Regions from separate parts of the Rattus norvegicus genome. Here region 1 is linked to region 2. The links are chromatin contacts, called in public Hi-C maps. All regions are on one chromosome and are shown on one strand. The core of a region is the stretch at or near the end of the contact, and the rest is flanking DNA. Distances in the headings are between cores, read along the strand shown. Region 1 holds the start of Plekhg6 (pleckstrin homology and RhoGEF domain containing G6). Region 2 holds the start of Vamp1 (vesicle-associated membrane protein 1).

Region 1 (6,879 bases), core at 1,665-4,164, 170 kb after region 2:
CATCAAACCAGTTTGGTGTGAGTTGCTGCTGCTTTGAGTCACTGCTGCTGCTGCCAGGGAGGCCAAGTTCAGCTGGGCAGGGGCATGCCTGCCTGGCTCCTGAGGGAACCTGGAGGTAGAGGCTGAGGCCTCCTGCAGAGCTGGTACACAGGCACACACACGCCTGGGCTCTGCATTGGCTGCCCAGCTTCTGCCCCGCTCTACACATGCCTTCTGTGCCACGGACTCACAGGAACAGTGGATAATCTGTGCTGTGCTCTGAGTTCATCCCTTGGTGGGCGGCTGGGCTCCCTCACATGTGGGAATGAGAGACCACAAAGGTTCAGCCTCTTCCCTAGGGCCTGCAGCTAGCGTCCTATGCCACTGGGAGTTGCTGCCCTTCTGTGTTAGAGGTTGAAGCCACAAGTCTCCTCCCAAGGCAGGCCTGGTCACATTCTTTGTCTGCCTTGGCCTGAATGGCCTCACATACTTCCTAGTGTCCCTTTCTGCCCTCTGCCTGGGCAAGTCTCCGTTTCCAGGGGTGGAATCCTCTAGGGAGGCAGGGAATACCCCCAGCTAGAAGAGGAACTGTTCTTAAGGAAGCACTGAGGGCAGAAACAGCCTAAGCCCTGGCTTCCACACCCCTTTCCTCTACGAGGCTTGGAAGTGGCCCGGGCAGGTGGAGCCAGGGGCGGGACGGTGACCCTTCAGGCCACTCCCCCGCCTCCCCTGTGAGAACAGGGGCACCCTGAACCTTTGCTCTTCTTCAGCCCTGACTCAGGGAGCTTCTGACTCCTCCCAGCTCAAGTAGAGACTGAAAGATGCCTTTCCCCGGTGCAATGGTAACTCAGAAATGCTTCCCAATCCCTCTTCTGAGCTCCCTGCCTCTCCCACTCTGTTGTCTGGGGCTGGGTGTCCTGGCCCAGGCACTGCCCCCTCCCTCACCCTAGCAACCCCGGAAAGTGGAGGAGGTTAAGGGACAAGAATAGAGCAGCCTGTGAAACTAGAAGGGGACAGACTTCAAAGCCTTGGTGTCATCCCTCCTGCCCCACCCAGGTCACCTTCCGGGCACAGGCCAACTCACCAATGCAGGACCTCCTCTGGGATATGTAATCCCAGCAGAACTCTGGGCAGAGGTCTGGTGACGGCCCCCATAAGTCTCAATTCGGGAAGCAACCAGGCCTTGGAGGGGGCCCTCATTTGGAGGATCAAAGGTTTGCATTGTTTCTTTCCTGAGTTACCCCCAGAGGATCATATCTCCAATGTCCAGGAGAAAGGGGTGGGGGTCCCCTTTTCTGCAAGACAGAAAGCCCAGGCTGTATTAGTAAGGAATGTCTCCGCTGGTCAGACAGCAAGGAAAGACCAGAGTGGGGAGGAAGAGGGCCAGGTGGTGATCACTTGAGGGAGGAGGGGTGTGTGCTAACTACAGGTTAGTAGAGGGAAGGCAGGTCCAGGTGCAGGCTGGGTAGGAACATCTGCTTTACAAGTAGGAAACATCCACACTTCAGCCTCAGAGGATGCTGTAGCCTCAAGAGCAGCTGGGAGCAAGGGTCGCAGGCATGTCTAGCACTCTAGATAGCCGCAGGTAGCCGGGTCCTCTCGCACTTAGGTGTCTCCTTTCTTGCATTGCCTTTGTCAACACTGCACAAACTCCATGAACTGGGAGGGGTAAAACTGACTCGAGACAGCCAAGAGGGTCCCTCGTGTTGGGACAGACTGTGGGCTAAGAACGGCTTTTATTTTCTTTCCTGATTTGAGACAGGAGGGTCTCATAGCTCGGGCTGACCTGGAACACACTGTGTAACTCAGGTTAGACCACCTTTCAACTCTGCATTCCCCTGACTGAATTCCTAGAGGACGGTGATCACAGACATATTCCACTGGGCTTGGCAACGTTTACGTTTTTAAATAGTAGGGGGGAAAGCTAATAATAAAAAAAATAATAATAATAATAATTAATAATAATAATAATGTTTGGGGAAAATGAAAAACAATACACACAGTTCCCATTCCATGAGTTACATCTAGTTTTATCACGGTTCAGCCATCCGGTCACCCTTACTGGTTGGGCTGCCATCCATGGCTGCTTTTCTGTTAGTCGCAACTGAGACTCAGTAGGCAAGAGGCTCTACAATAAATCTTGTCCCTTTCCTGAGAAGTCTGCGCACCCCTTACCTGGACCCCCACGTCCACGCACAATCTGGCGAAGTCGGGAGAACTGTCAGACAGGGTCTGTAGAGACGAGCCTAGTTGAGGCAACCCGCTGCACTCCCACTAAGTTCGGTCTTTCCCAGCCTCTGAGGACACCACCATGGAGCTGCAAGTCAGATGCCGGACTCCACCCCTCTTTTCCAGACCTGGATGGAAGACCCATCCCTTGCAGTAGGCAGGGCCTGAGGAGAAGAGGCCCTTAATGGGAGTTGGACTCAATAACACACACTATACAGGGGCTGGTTTCCCATCGGCTGGTCCCTGAGCACCTCCTTTTCTCTCCCCTAACTTTCTCTGACTTCTGCGCAGAGGAGATTGCTCATTACGTCTCTCGCCCCGGGGCAACAACAGTTCAGCCCCTGAGGGCAGTCCCCCGCCCTTCCCTCCCCTGCTTCCCTTACTATCCCTCCCCACTCCCACCCTTTCTATCTTTTCCCAGGCCCAGTTTTTCTCCCTCCCTCTTTCCCGGCCTCCTTCCCTCCTCCTTCTGAGGCCTGGCGACCCTGTCCCAGATCCCCGGGTCCCTGTCCACCGGCACTCGCCCTCTCAAGTGCTCACCTGTGAGCGCAGGTGTCCGGGCTTCCGCTGTCCTTGATGCCCGCTGGATCCGGTGGGAATCCGGGTCGTTGTCAGCTTCTTTGGCGATGGCAGTCCCACTGTCCCAGCCTGGGGACTAGGACCGAGCGGCCCGCGGGACCAGGCAGCACGGGGCCGGGAGGGGAGGTGAAGGTGGCGGCAGAGGGGCGGGACGCGGGCTGGCACCTCCCCCTCCCTGGGAGCCGTGCAGCGTCGCGGTCCCGGTCACCCGGACGGAGCCGGACTCCGGTACACCAACCCCAGACCAGGAGTGCTCACTTCGCGGTGTGTGCCTTCTCCCTTTCTTTTGCACCTGAACTAGTCAGCAATCTGTCACCTGGTCGGGGTCAGGGGCTGGAACCAGTGCCACCCGCAGGCCACCAGCGCGTCTTCCCTTCCCGGCCAGACCCCTGCCAGGCGCCAGGGTAATGAGGGGTAAATGAGAGGTTGGGCGCCGCTACGCGGAGGCGGTGAGGTAATGACCAAGTGACTTGTGGCAGGTAACCTTCCCTGCGTTGCACCCTTTCCCCTCTTGCCTGTCCTAGACCGTTACCCTGAAAGGGAGCCAGCCTAGCATCAGGAAGGGCGTAGGCCCAGGGATCCTCGTCACTATGGCCGTCCTCTGGCCATGGAGTAGAGTCCAAAGTGTAGCCCTTATCTCCAGTGGACTTGCTGGCCTTCCCTGGCAACAGGGCGGAAGGTTCTGTGGACTTTGCGTTTGATTCAGGGAGGGGTCTGGGGCCAGGCTTAGCCCATACCCAACAGTCCTCCCATTACCTAAGCCTGGAAGGAGGGTGATACCAGGTGAGGGCACCTTCCCACCGTACTGCCCTTGGGCCAGCGTGGCTTTCCTAAAGGCTACAAACTGAACAGTTTCTCCAAAGTGGTACAGCACTGGTTGGAGGTGATGTGAAAGCCCCACCCCCTCATCCACACCCCGCCCCACATTCCCAAGTCACGTTGTCTGGTCTGAGGGAAGAAATGAGAGGCATCATCTCATGGATGTGTGATCCAGAGGCAGTCGTCTCTGTAGAGGCGTGGGCAGGTCTGAGGTCCACTTTGGGATCTTCCTTCTGCCAATGGACTGGACTGACACAACCTCTCACCACACAAAGCATCCCAAAGTCCTCAAAACCCTTTCAGAAGTGTTCAGAGCCGGGTTGGGGGTGGGGGTGGGGAGGGTGAAGGGGTGGGAGTGGGGGGTTGGGGGGGATGCTGTAATTCTCACCCTCTCCCATGGCGAGAGGCAACCTTTATTGGTTATTTGAATGTGTGTTCCTGTTCTCAGCCACAATTTGCTCTCCAGTGTTGTTTTTCAAATTATGATGTGGTGAGGTTTCAGCGTTACAGAGGAGCCCTCTGGTTACCTCCATCCTGCATCCTGCCCCCAGCTGTGTGCCCTGGGGGGAAGGAGTTGGATCCCTGCTTGTTAAGGATGTAGTGTTTGCCTGTTCCTAGCAGTCACACTGTGCGGGGCCAGGAGAAGAGGAAGACATATGCAGTGACTGTGAGTAGCCGTGGGAGAGAGTTAAGGAACCAGTTGGTGGTGATTACTGGCCATATTAAATGACACCCCGGAGATGGTCGGGGCTGAGGGCTCTTGGCTCCTCCTCCCACTGTTTCCCAGATAAAGGTGGAAGGAGAAGAAAGAGGGAAATTGGAGTTGAGAGGGTGACAGAGACAATCCTGGACTTCCACCCCCCCACCCCTGCCCCCCCCCTCCACCCCCCCCACCTGGGATGAGCTGCTGATGCCTCCCATAGACCCAGGCAGAGTTAACCCTTTCCCTTCCCTCAGGACTGAGGTCCCACCTCCACCTCCCAGTGCCCCTGGGGCCTGTATCAAGTCTCCCTGGGAGGAGAGGTTCCCAGACACAGCTAAAGACAGAGGTGTGGCCAGCTCCTGGTGTGTGGGCAGGTGGACTCAAAGGCTTTCTTGGTTCGTTCCTTCTATTCTGGCTCTGTCTGGCCGTCCTTTCTACAACCAAGCTCTTCTGAACTGGGGAGGGCAGACTCCTGGGGCGGGCTGAGAAGGAAGCACAAGCAGAGAGGAACTGAATCCTCACTCGACTGAAGACTAGGGTGCCAGAGGCTGAACCTCTGCCAGGAGGGGCTGGGAGTCACTGGTTAGAACACAGGGGACCTTCTGGATACCTCTTTCCTTTTTCTGTTTCCTTAGAAGTTCCCAGTAGCCAGAACATGGGTCACATTCTTTGACCATGCCTCAGTTTCCTCCCTGGGCCAGATGCTCTTCATCAGGCTCCCAGCTGATGAGGTGTCCTGGGATCTGAGTTTGGAGGATCGAAAGGCTCTGTCTGAAAGGTAACTTTGGGGCCCAGCGGTGAATCTGCGGGGTAGGCACAAAGCTTCAAGAGGCGGGAAGGTGCCAAAGATGAACTGAGCTTTAAGTTCGACCCAGTCCACATCCCTGGGGAGAGGTGGGCCATCTTTGTTAATGAGGTGCTAGGAGTTACTAGCCACAGGAGGCAGCCAATGGGACTCATGTCTTTTCTGAAGAGTTGGGGACAGACTGGGGGCTTGAGCAGGTCATGGAAGACAATGCATGCAAGGCAGCTGGGTCACTGGTGCCTTCCGTTGGCCTTGGCCTCCCGTTGTTCTCCCTGCCTTGCTTCCTCCTGTCCCCCTGTGGGAGGTCTCAGGAATCTTGAGATAAATGAGAGAATGCCACCCAGACTCAGGGACCTCCAGACTTGTGGAGAGACAGATGGGTAGACAGAACCTTGATAAAGGTAGACATAGACTTAATGGGCTGGAAACCATGAGCACACGTAAGAGGGACCAGCTCCTACATAGGAAGGAAGGCTTCATGGAGGAGTTGAGCTTTGTACTGAGACCACAGTGCTGAGTGCAAACGGTGATGCTGGCGGGGCTGCAGGAAGGACACTTTTGGGACAAAGGATGAACAAAGACCCATGATGTGGAAGAGCTTTCATGTAAAGGAGCTGGGAGCTGGGAGCTGAGTGTGATGTACACTTGTCCCCCATTCCCAGGAGGCTGAAGCATGAGTGCCCACAGTGAGACCCTGGCAGAAAAACTAGCAAACAAGGCTAAGGAGAAGACTGGGAAAACAAAGGCCTCAGGACCCACCTAGTGGAAGGAGAGACTCAGACCTCCTCACACACATAAATACAATTGGGAAGAAAATTTTAAAAGGAAACAAGGAGGGCCGGGGCATGGCTCAGTCAGTTGGCTCAGTGCTGGCCTGGCACGTGTGAAGCGCACAGCCTGACTCCCCACATCAGTGTAACCTGGTGGCACGTGACTCTTACTCTGGCACTGGGGAGGCGGAGGCATGAGGACCAGAGATTCAGTATTATCCAGGGCTTGTATACAAACAAACAGAAATACTGAAAGGTCAGGTCTTCCAGACTCGTCTGCTTTGATGGCTCCCTAGGGGTAATCCCACCTCCAAGCCGATCACCTCTGGGTGGCCCCACTCACAGTTCTCTTTCTTTCTTTCTTCCTTTCTTTCTTTTAAAGATTTATTTATTATATATAAGTCACTGTAGCTGTCTTCAGGCGCACCAGAAGAGGGCGTCAGATCCCATTACAGATGGTTGTGAGCCCCCATGTGGTTGCTGGGAATTGAACTCAGGACCTGTGGAAGAGCAGTCAGTGCTCTTAACCGCTGAGCCATCTCTCCAGCCCCACAGTGTTTCTTCAAAGGCTCTGCCACTTTCTTATTCCAGCCCCGCAGCTATCTCTCTGTGTGTGTCCTGGCCCTTGACTAAATGTCCCTGAAGCAGAGATAGCCCCTTGCATAAAGCATGGTGGCGCTAGCCTAGCCTCAGTATTTGCCCAATGGCACTGCACTGAACTGGAAGACCCAGAACATTTCATTTGGAGGATACTTGCCCACACTGTCACCTCTCTCTCTGTTCCCGCCTGTTTTTTGATAGCTGGTGTTTGGATGATTTCCTATGATCACCCTTGGTTTAGTATTACCCTTCATCGGCAGGCTAAGCAGAGTATGTGGATGGGGATGGCTCATCAGGAAAGCGTTTGACGCTCTTTCAAATGTGTGAAGATGTCTGTCTATTCTAGCATGGAAAGAGGCTGAGGCACTGTGGGAATGTGAGGCGTCTGCTGGGGG
Region 2 (6,995 bases), core at 336-2,835:
CACACTGTATTTGTCATATTTGCTTGTGAGCGTCAAAATGTCAAAACTTGCAGAGTGCATGCCAGGCACTGGAAAGGAAGTTCCAGAGGGAGAAAAGGAGTATCTTCCATCTAGTAAGGACATGCTGCATCATCAAAGACTTAAGGGCTCGCACATAGGACTACAACATGTGGGCGGACATCTGAGTGAAAACCAGGACTCTCTGAGAGATGGTCTCTGGGGCATGCGGATGGAGCTCAGTTGGCAAAGTGACTGCCTAGCAGGCAAAAGGAACAGAGAAGGACGCTCAGCACTGCAGAAACCGGCCAAGGCTGTACACTTGTGCAATCCCAGCATGCAGGAAGCAGAACTAGGAGGATCCGAATTTCAAGGTCATTCTTGACTATATTTCAAGTTTGAAGCCAGCCTGGACTACACAAACCTCTGTTTCTGGTGGGGGAAAAAAGTCTCTGAATGTCAAGGTGTAGCTGTTCTGTTAATGCTGTTATTTTCTCTCTTCCTTTGCATGAATACCCAAGAGTGAGATATAAAAACTTACACTGCATACAAACCCAAGCTTCCACTAAATGTGAAATAAAAATTCTAAGGCTAAGAAAATGCAATCACGTATATAGATCCGTTTAAAGATGTGAAACAGAAAATAATGTCGCGTTTTACAATTGGTGTCTAGGAAAGGGATACGATAAGAAGAAAAAAGAAAGTCTTTAAGTATTGAGACGGAAAATCGATTCCACTTAGTTTTTGGAGGAGGGGTAAAGAGGAAAGGGCTGGGCCTGTAGAGAGATGGCTCAGAGAGCATACTGCTTTTACAGAGGGTTTGGTTCCCAGCACTCGCATGCACGCAAAACCATCTATAATTCAAGTTCCAGGGAATACGCCCTCTTCCGGCCTCCAAGGGCACCAGGCATGCATAGATGCAGGCAAAAACTTGTACCATAAAATAAAAAAATGAAAAATATAAAAAGAAAAAATCTCGAAAAACCAAAACAAAGCAAAAACAGAAAATAGGGATGTCTAGTTTAGTTCAGGTTTCTGGACTGAGTTAATTAACTCGCTGTGGTAACTTAGAAAGAACAGGTTTAGGGACGAAGTTCAATATAGGGCAGGCTATATCGGAAGAGAAGAACTAACAAAGCCTTTGTGGATTTTAGGGTCTCAGGCAGGCACCGGGTGGCCTTACAGCCAAGGGCTTCATGAATATGCATTCACTGCTGAACCTCCGGGGCCAGTTGGATTTCAGAGTCTAGGTCACCTGGGTTTCCTTTTCGCCAGGTGCCTGTGGGCGGGAGCGATAAGAGTGACAGCAGCCTCCAGCTCAGCGATTGGTTGGTAGGCACCATAAAAGGTATAACTCAGCCGCTGAGAGACAGCCCTCAGAGTTTGAGCTGGACGTAAAACAAGCCACTCTTGTATTGGTCAGGGAAGAAATAGAAATAAGAGGACAACGGTAATTGCTGTAGTCGTGGGGGCGGGACTAGCAGGATATGCCCCAGGTGGATTGGACCTGGAGATTTTGACGTCATCCACGAGGCGTGGTCATGTCTAATAAAGCCGACAGTCGGCGCTGCACCTGCAGTAAGTTCCACCGCAGTTAGAGTTCCGGGTGGCTCGCGTGAGGCGGAGCTCGGCAGTTCCGTCTACTTCAGCCGCAGCGTCTCCCTGCCTGTCTCATTGCATTCTCTAGAGAGGGGACGGACCTCCACTTCCTCTTTCAGAAAAATGTGAGTTGATTCTGGTCTAGGGTCCTCGACACCTCTTTACAGGCTCTCCCCCGCAGTGTCCGACTCTGCGGGACGGAAAATGGCGCATTGCAGCAGCTGCGGCGACGCCGGGAACCACCACCTCGCGCGGCCCCCAGACCGGGCCACCCCGGAATGCGGGCAGCGCTCCATCCCGCACCAGCTGCGGCTGGCACTTCACGGCAGGGCGAGGGTGCGGGGGTCCCACGTTCATTGCACCCTCCTCTCTTGTCTTTGGGTGGTGGAACCCCCACAGGGGAAAAAAGTGGGGGAGGTATAGATTTAGACAGGAAACTCGGAGACCTTTTCTTGTTTGACAGAGTCTGTTAAAGCCTCTGGGAAGACTTACACTATAGTGCACCTGTCCATTCTTGACTTGGGTTGCCCGCAGTCTCTGGATTTGTGCATGCCCCTCACCCAAAGTGTGATGTACCTGCCTCATGGCTGTGAGCAAAGCTGCAGAAACTTACTTGCTAGTTCTGTGGCGCCTTGTGAGCAGCTCAGAAAGTCTCAGGGGACAGTAGTATGAGATCCTAATGCAGCTGTTTATGCTAAGGTGATTTCCAGTGATCAAATCCTAGCCAAATATCGGAGGAGAAATAGGGAGAACAGTGAATTCTTCATTTTATCAAAAGCATAGTTTAGTCTTTAGCTGTTTTCGGCTTCATCCCCTTTGAAGATCTGTGGCTAGATAAATTCAGACCTTCCCTTTAGGATCACATACACACAATGAAGGATTTTCTTTCCTTCCACTTATTATCTGGATCGCTTGCCTGGTGCTAGATGTATTTGTATTTGTGTGTTCTCTCTCTCTCTCTCTCTCTCTCTCTCTCTCTCTCTCTCTGTCTCTCTCTCTCTCTCTCCCCCTCCCTCCCTCCCTCCCTCCCTCCCTCCGTCCCTTCCTCCTTCCCTCCCTCCCTTCCCCTTCCTCCTCTTCCTCTCTCTTTCTTCCTTTCTCCCTCTCTCCTTTGTTTGGTTTTTCCATATAGGGTTGCTCCGTGTAGCCTGGGCTGTCTCAGAATTCCCTCTATAGATAAGGCTAACCCTGAGCTCAGAGATCCACCTGCCCCTGCCTTCCAAACCCTGGGATGGAAGGTGTGCACCACCACACTCCTCTTGCATTGCTTCTATTGACAAAGGGGGAGGGGATTTTGTATTACATAAGGATTGTAACTCCCTGGATAGGTTAGGGTGGAGTGTTTCTACCTCCCAACAAATAGTAAAGTGAGCCCTCTAAAGCTATACACTCATTTTATCCTGCCTCTTTGAGGTCTATGGTTTGACATTCTGTGCAGTTTTTAAGCCCATATATAGATCTAGATGTTTGGGGTGGGGGGAGGGTCCTCTTCAGCTGACTGGCTGCAAGAGTTCATGTGTGATGTCTGGAAGGAGGTGGAGAAAGCATGGTGGCTAGCAGGGAATCACGAGGTCTCTGACCTTAATCTTGTCATTGGTGCCACCATCCTGGACTCTTTCCAACACTAGCTGCTACCAACTCATTGAAATCCCTGCCTCTGGTCTAGAGCTAGATTGCTTAGCTAGCGCAATAGCAGTGGGATCTTGTGGCTCCCATGGCTTTGTGCCCTCCTTCACGTCTAGGAAGAAAATGGGAAAGTGACCCTTTAAGTAGAAGAAGCCGGTTTCATCTGCTATAGAGTCTCGCTGAGGGACTATTATATTTTGTCTACCGGACATTTCACTTAGTAATAGAAAAGAAGAGTCTACATATTCTGCTGTAATTAGTCAAGGAATTCACGTTTTTAGCAACTTTTGGGTGGCTTAAACTTTACAGTACTTATTCTTGGACTTTTCTAGCAAAGACTTTTTTTTAGCACTTAAGAAATCCTATTACATTAAAATTTAAATTTCTCTCTTTATCTTGCTTGTGTGGCCCCCACCATGGCAGAAAAAAAAATCTTCTGTAGGTTTAATTCTGGAAACTCATTAGCTGATGAATGTCAGAGAGAAGTTTATCTTCAAGACACCACACTTGCTCTAACCCTAGCGGATGGAAGGCAGAGGCAGGTGAATCTGCATTTCAGGCTAGCCTGGTCTACATAGAGAGCCAGGGCTTCATGAGACTCATCTCAAAACGAAACAAAACAAACAAAAAGCCCAGCCAACCAAAACACAAATCAAAACCAAACCCAATCCACCCTGCATTACTTTTTCCCTTCTTAGACCTTGGGACTGCTTTCCCTCAGTGGTGCTGGAAGAGAGACTGGTCCTCACATGCATAGTAGTGCAGTTGAAGCTTTCTTCTGTGACAGGGGACCAGGGGACTATCCTGAGGCATTGCCCAGTCTGAAGGAGAATGAACAGAGTGTCTATGCTGCATGTACACTGAGGACTGTTTCGAACGTTTTTTTGCTTCTGCTCTGTGCTTTGGAACAATTTGTGTAATTGTATTAGGCCTCACATCAGATTCAATTTAAATGAAGCTCCTATCTTCTTTGTCAAGAATAATACAAACAGCCCTGATTCACTCCAGCTCTACAGACCTTGCTTTTGGAGGTTCTCCAAGCTGTCTTTGCAGCAGCCATAATGTACAATTACACAGTGAAACAGTACTGGGAACCAGATGCCCCTCACCCCCATAAGCAGGGTCATCAGCTTGCCTCTTTCACATTCAGGCTTCAGAGTTCAAGTGTCCTTGCAATTTAGTGGTCCCTACAAAGTTCTCTTCCCATGGATTGGGATGTCCCATTTTATTTCACGTGGCCAGCCTAATTCCATTTAGGTCAAGGCTGGCATAGTTGTCCCTGTGGCCATTGTGCCAGAGGATATGCTTGAGTTTGCATCTCAGGACTTGCGATGGCTCAGGAGCTAAAACGAGGAGCTTTCCATTTTCGTGAGGTGAGGACACGCGATTCTTTTCTTGTCTCGGTTATTCTGTGTACTCTTCACTTCTCTCCACAGGTCTGCTCCAGCTCAGCCACCTGCTGAAGGGACAGAAGGGGCTGCCCCAGGTGGGGGTCCTCCTGGTCCTCCTCCCAATACGACCAGTAACAGACGATTACAGCAAACCCAGGCACAAGTGGAGGAGGTAGGCACCTGGCACACTCCATGAGAGTGTCTAAATCAAGAATGGGTTTACCTGTCTTCCTCATTTTTATAGGGGAAAGGCTCTGGTGGACAAGGCATCCCATGGATTAAAAGGCCCTGGCTTTCGATCTCTAGGCCATTCATTTTCTCCATCTCTAGGGAAAAACTCTCAGCATCTTTATTCCTGCTGTCTCCTCAGGTGGTGGACATCATGCGCGTGAATGTGGACAAGGTCTTGGAGAGGGACCAGAAGTTGTCAGAGTTGGATGACCGAGCTGACGCCTTGCAGGCAGGAGCGTCAGTGTTTGAGAGCAGTGCTGCCAAGCTAAAAAGGAAGTATTGGTGGAAAAACTGCAAGGTGAGAGTCCCTGCCTCTCCAGAGAGAACCACTGACTTCTCTGCTTTCCTTGGAAATCTGGAAGCCCCCTTGATATGTATTTCCTGTACTGGCCACCAGGGTACGCTAGAGTATTCAGAGCCACCGAGAAAGCCCTAGGGAGAGGAATTTAGAATTTAGACGAGTGAGGTGGCTTTTCCTTTTAGTGTCTTCTACAGAAGTTCTCACCTGGCTCTTTCCCCAGACCCCCAGCAGCCATACGCTGGCTCAGTATATGTACTTAAATATCCACAACTTCTGTAACCCCAGCAGACACTTCACAAAGTTTGCCTGTCTATTCCAAGAAAGGAAAAAAAAAAAAAAAAAAAAAAGGCAACAGGAAGTAAACAGCATGAGGTTGCAGGTCCTCTGCTCCTGAAGTTAGGATCCTATGGGAGGCAGAGGCCTGTGGTGACCTCCATCTCTGGTCCTGATTGTCTTCCTACTTCCTGAGTGCAAGGAAGGGCTCATGCTCTGTCCCTGTTTCCTCAGATGATGATCATGCTGGGAGCTATCTGTGCCATCATCGTGGTAGTAATTGTAAGTAAGTATCGCTGAGGCCACTGATGGGGTGAAGAGGTGGGAAGGTCCTGGAGTCTTCTCCCAGCCCTGTCTGCCTGCCTGCCTGCCTGCCTGCCTGGGGAGTGGGGCTGCTCTGCAGAGGTATGGAGATGGCCGCTGGGGGATCGTCGCCTGGTTTGGGAGGGAGGAAGGGCAAGACCAAGGATGTTCCTTGATGGACAAACCTCCCCCTGCAAAGAATTGTGGGAGACTGACCTTTCTGCTGAGGAGGTGGGGTTGTGCTGTCTGTCCCTGGCTTGGGTCCAGGGAGACCTTGGGGCTGGGGTGCCTGATACTGAGACCTGAATGTCTAGTGATGTGCTGTAACTTGCCCTCTTGTTCTCTCCTGTCTCTTTTTTTTTTCTTCTCCGTCTGGGACTTCCTGATTCCTGTGTCCAGTCTACATTTTTACTTGAGAATGTGCCATCCCTTCCCTGTTCTCCATTGCCATCCAAGCTCATGTTTCCCCTCTGTTTGCTCTCTCAACAAAGTCCTCCATCTTCCGTTCTCCATCCTGGCCCAGGCTTCTCTGTGATCCGACCTTCCCTTTTTGTTGCATTCATTCGCACTCTTCCTCAAAACTAGAAATGCTGCTCGTGGCACAGTCCTGAAAGTCACTGCCCGAAGAGAACACCCAGCACCTCCTCTTTACCCATTTATCATGTGCCCTGGAGCTTAAAAGAGTTGTGGCCAATGGCAGAGGTGAAGTGTCTGAGAAGTTAGCATGGCTGAGGGGAAGAGAAAGGCATTTGTGTCCAAGAAAGGCTGGCCTTTGGCAGGAGGGAAGCAAGAATAGTTGGGAAGTAGTAGCTTGCTGCCAGTGTATATGTATATGTATATGTATATGTATATGTATATGTATATGTATATGTATATGTATATGTATATGTATATGTATATGTATATGTATATGTATATGTATATGTATATATTAGTTGGGAACTATGACCTGCTGTCCTCATTTGGAACTTTCCTCCCATACCAGGCCTGTCTTGGGTCCCAGAGGTCTGTTTAAAGACCAACTTCAAATCCCTTTTAGAAAAACATCAAACTTGCATTTTGTAGCTACTGTTATCTGTCAGTACAAGATTTTCTGTGTCTTTGGGGGAACTTTACAACTTTTCGCTTTGTCTCTATAGCCCCAGGAGAGAAGTACCTTCTGATTTTAAAAACAGCAGGACACTCTTACCTTCTTCTAGAAGGCGTCCCACATGCTTCTGACTAGAAGGAGCTACCACCTCTTCATGTCATCTGAAGCATTTGATGTTGTTCAT

What was found. Hi-C and Micro-C count contacts between places; a contact is called where the count stands out from the background.
Region 1: a Hi-C map of the A7r5 cell line shows a contact between it and region 2, with 2.4 times the contacts expected there. The contact joins the promoter of Plekhg6 here to the promoter of Vamp1 in region 2. A contact is called at or near these places in 4 of 12 Hi-C or Micro-C datasets (the A7r5 cell line, hepatocytes, liver and 1 more).

The regions. Positions count from the first base shown.
Region 1 is chr4:159,865,208-159,872,086 of GRCr8, forward strand. Plekhg6 (pleckstrin homology and RhoGEF domain containing G6) reads right to left here and starts at 2,915. Exons shown (of 17, transcript NM_001427743.1): 1 at 2,749-2,915; 2 at 2,155-2,372; 3 at 1,064-1,274. The coding sequence starts at 1,201. LOC134486640 (a long non-coding RNA gene) reads left to right here and starts at 6,348. Exons shown (of 2, transcript XR_010065941.1): 1 at 6,348-6,879.
Region 2 is chr4:159,697,309-159,704,303 of GRCr8, forward strand. Vamp1 (vesicle-associated membrane protein 1) reads left to right here and starts at 1,586. Exons shown (of 5, transcript NM_013090.2): 1 at 1,586-1,721; 2 at 4,659-4,785; 3 at 4,984-5,142; 4 at 5,653-5,704; 5 at 6,121-6,995. The coding sequence starts at 1,720. The coding sequence ends at 6,137.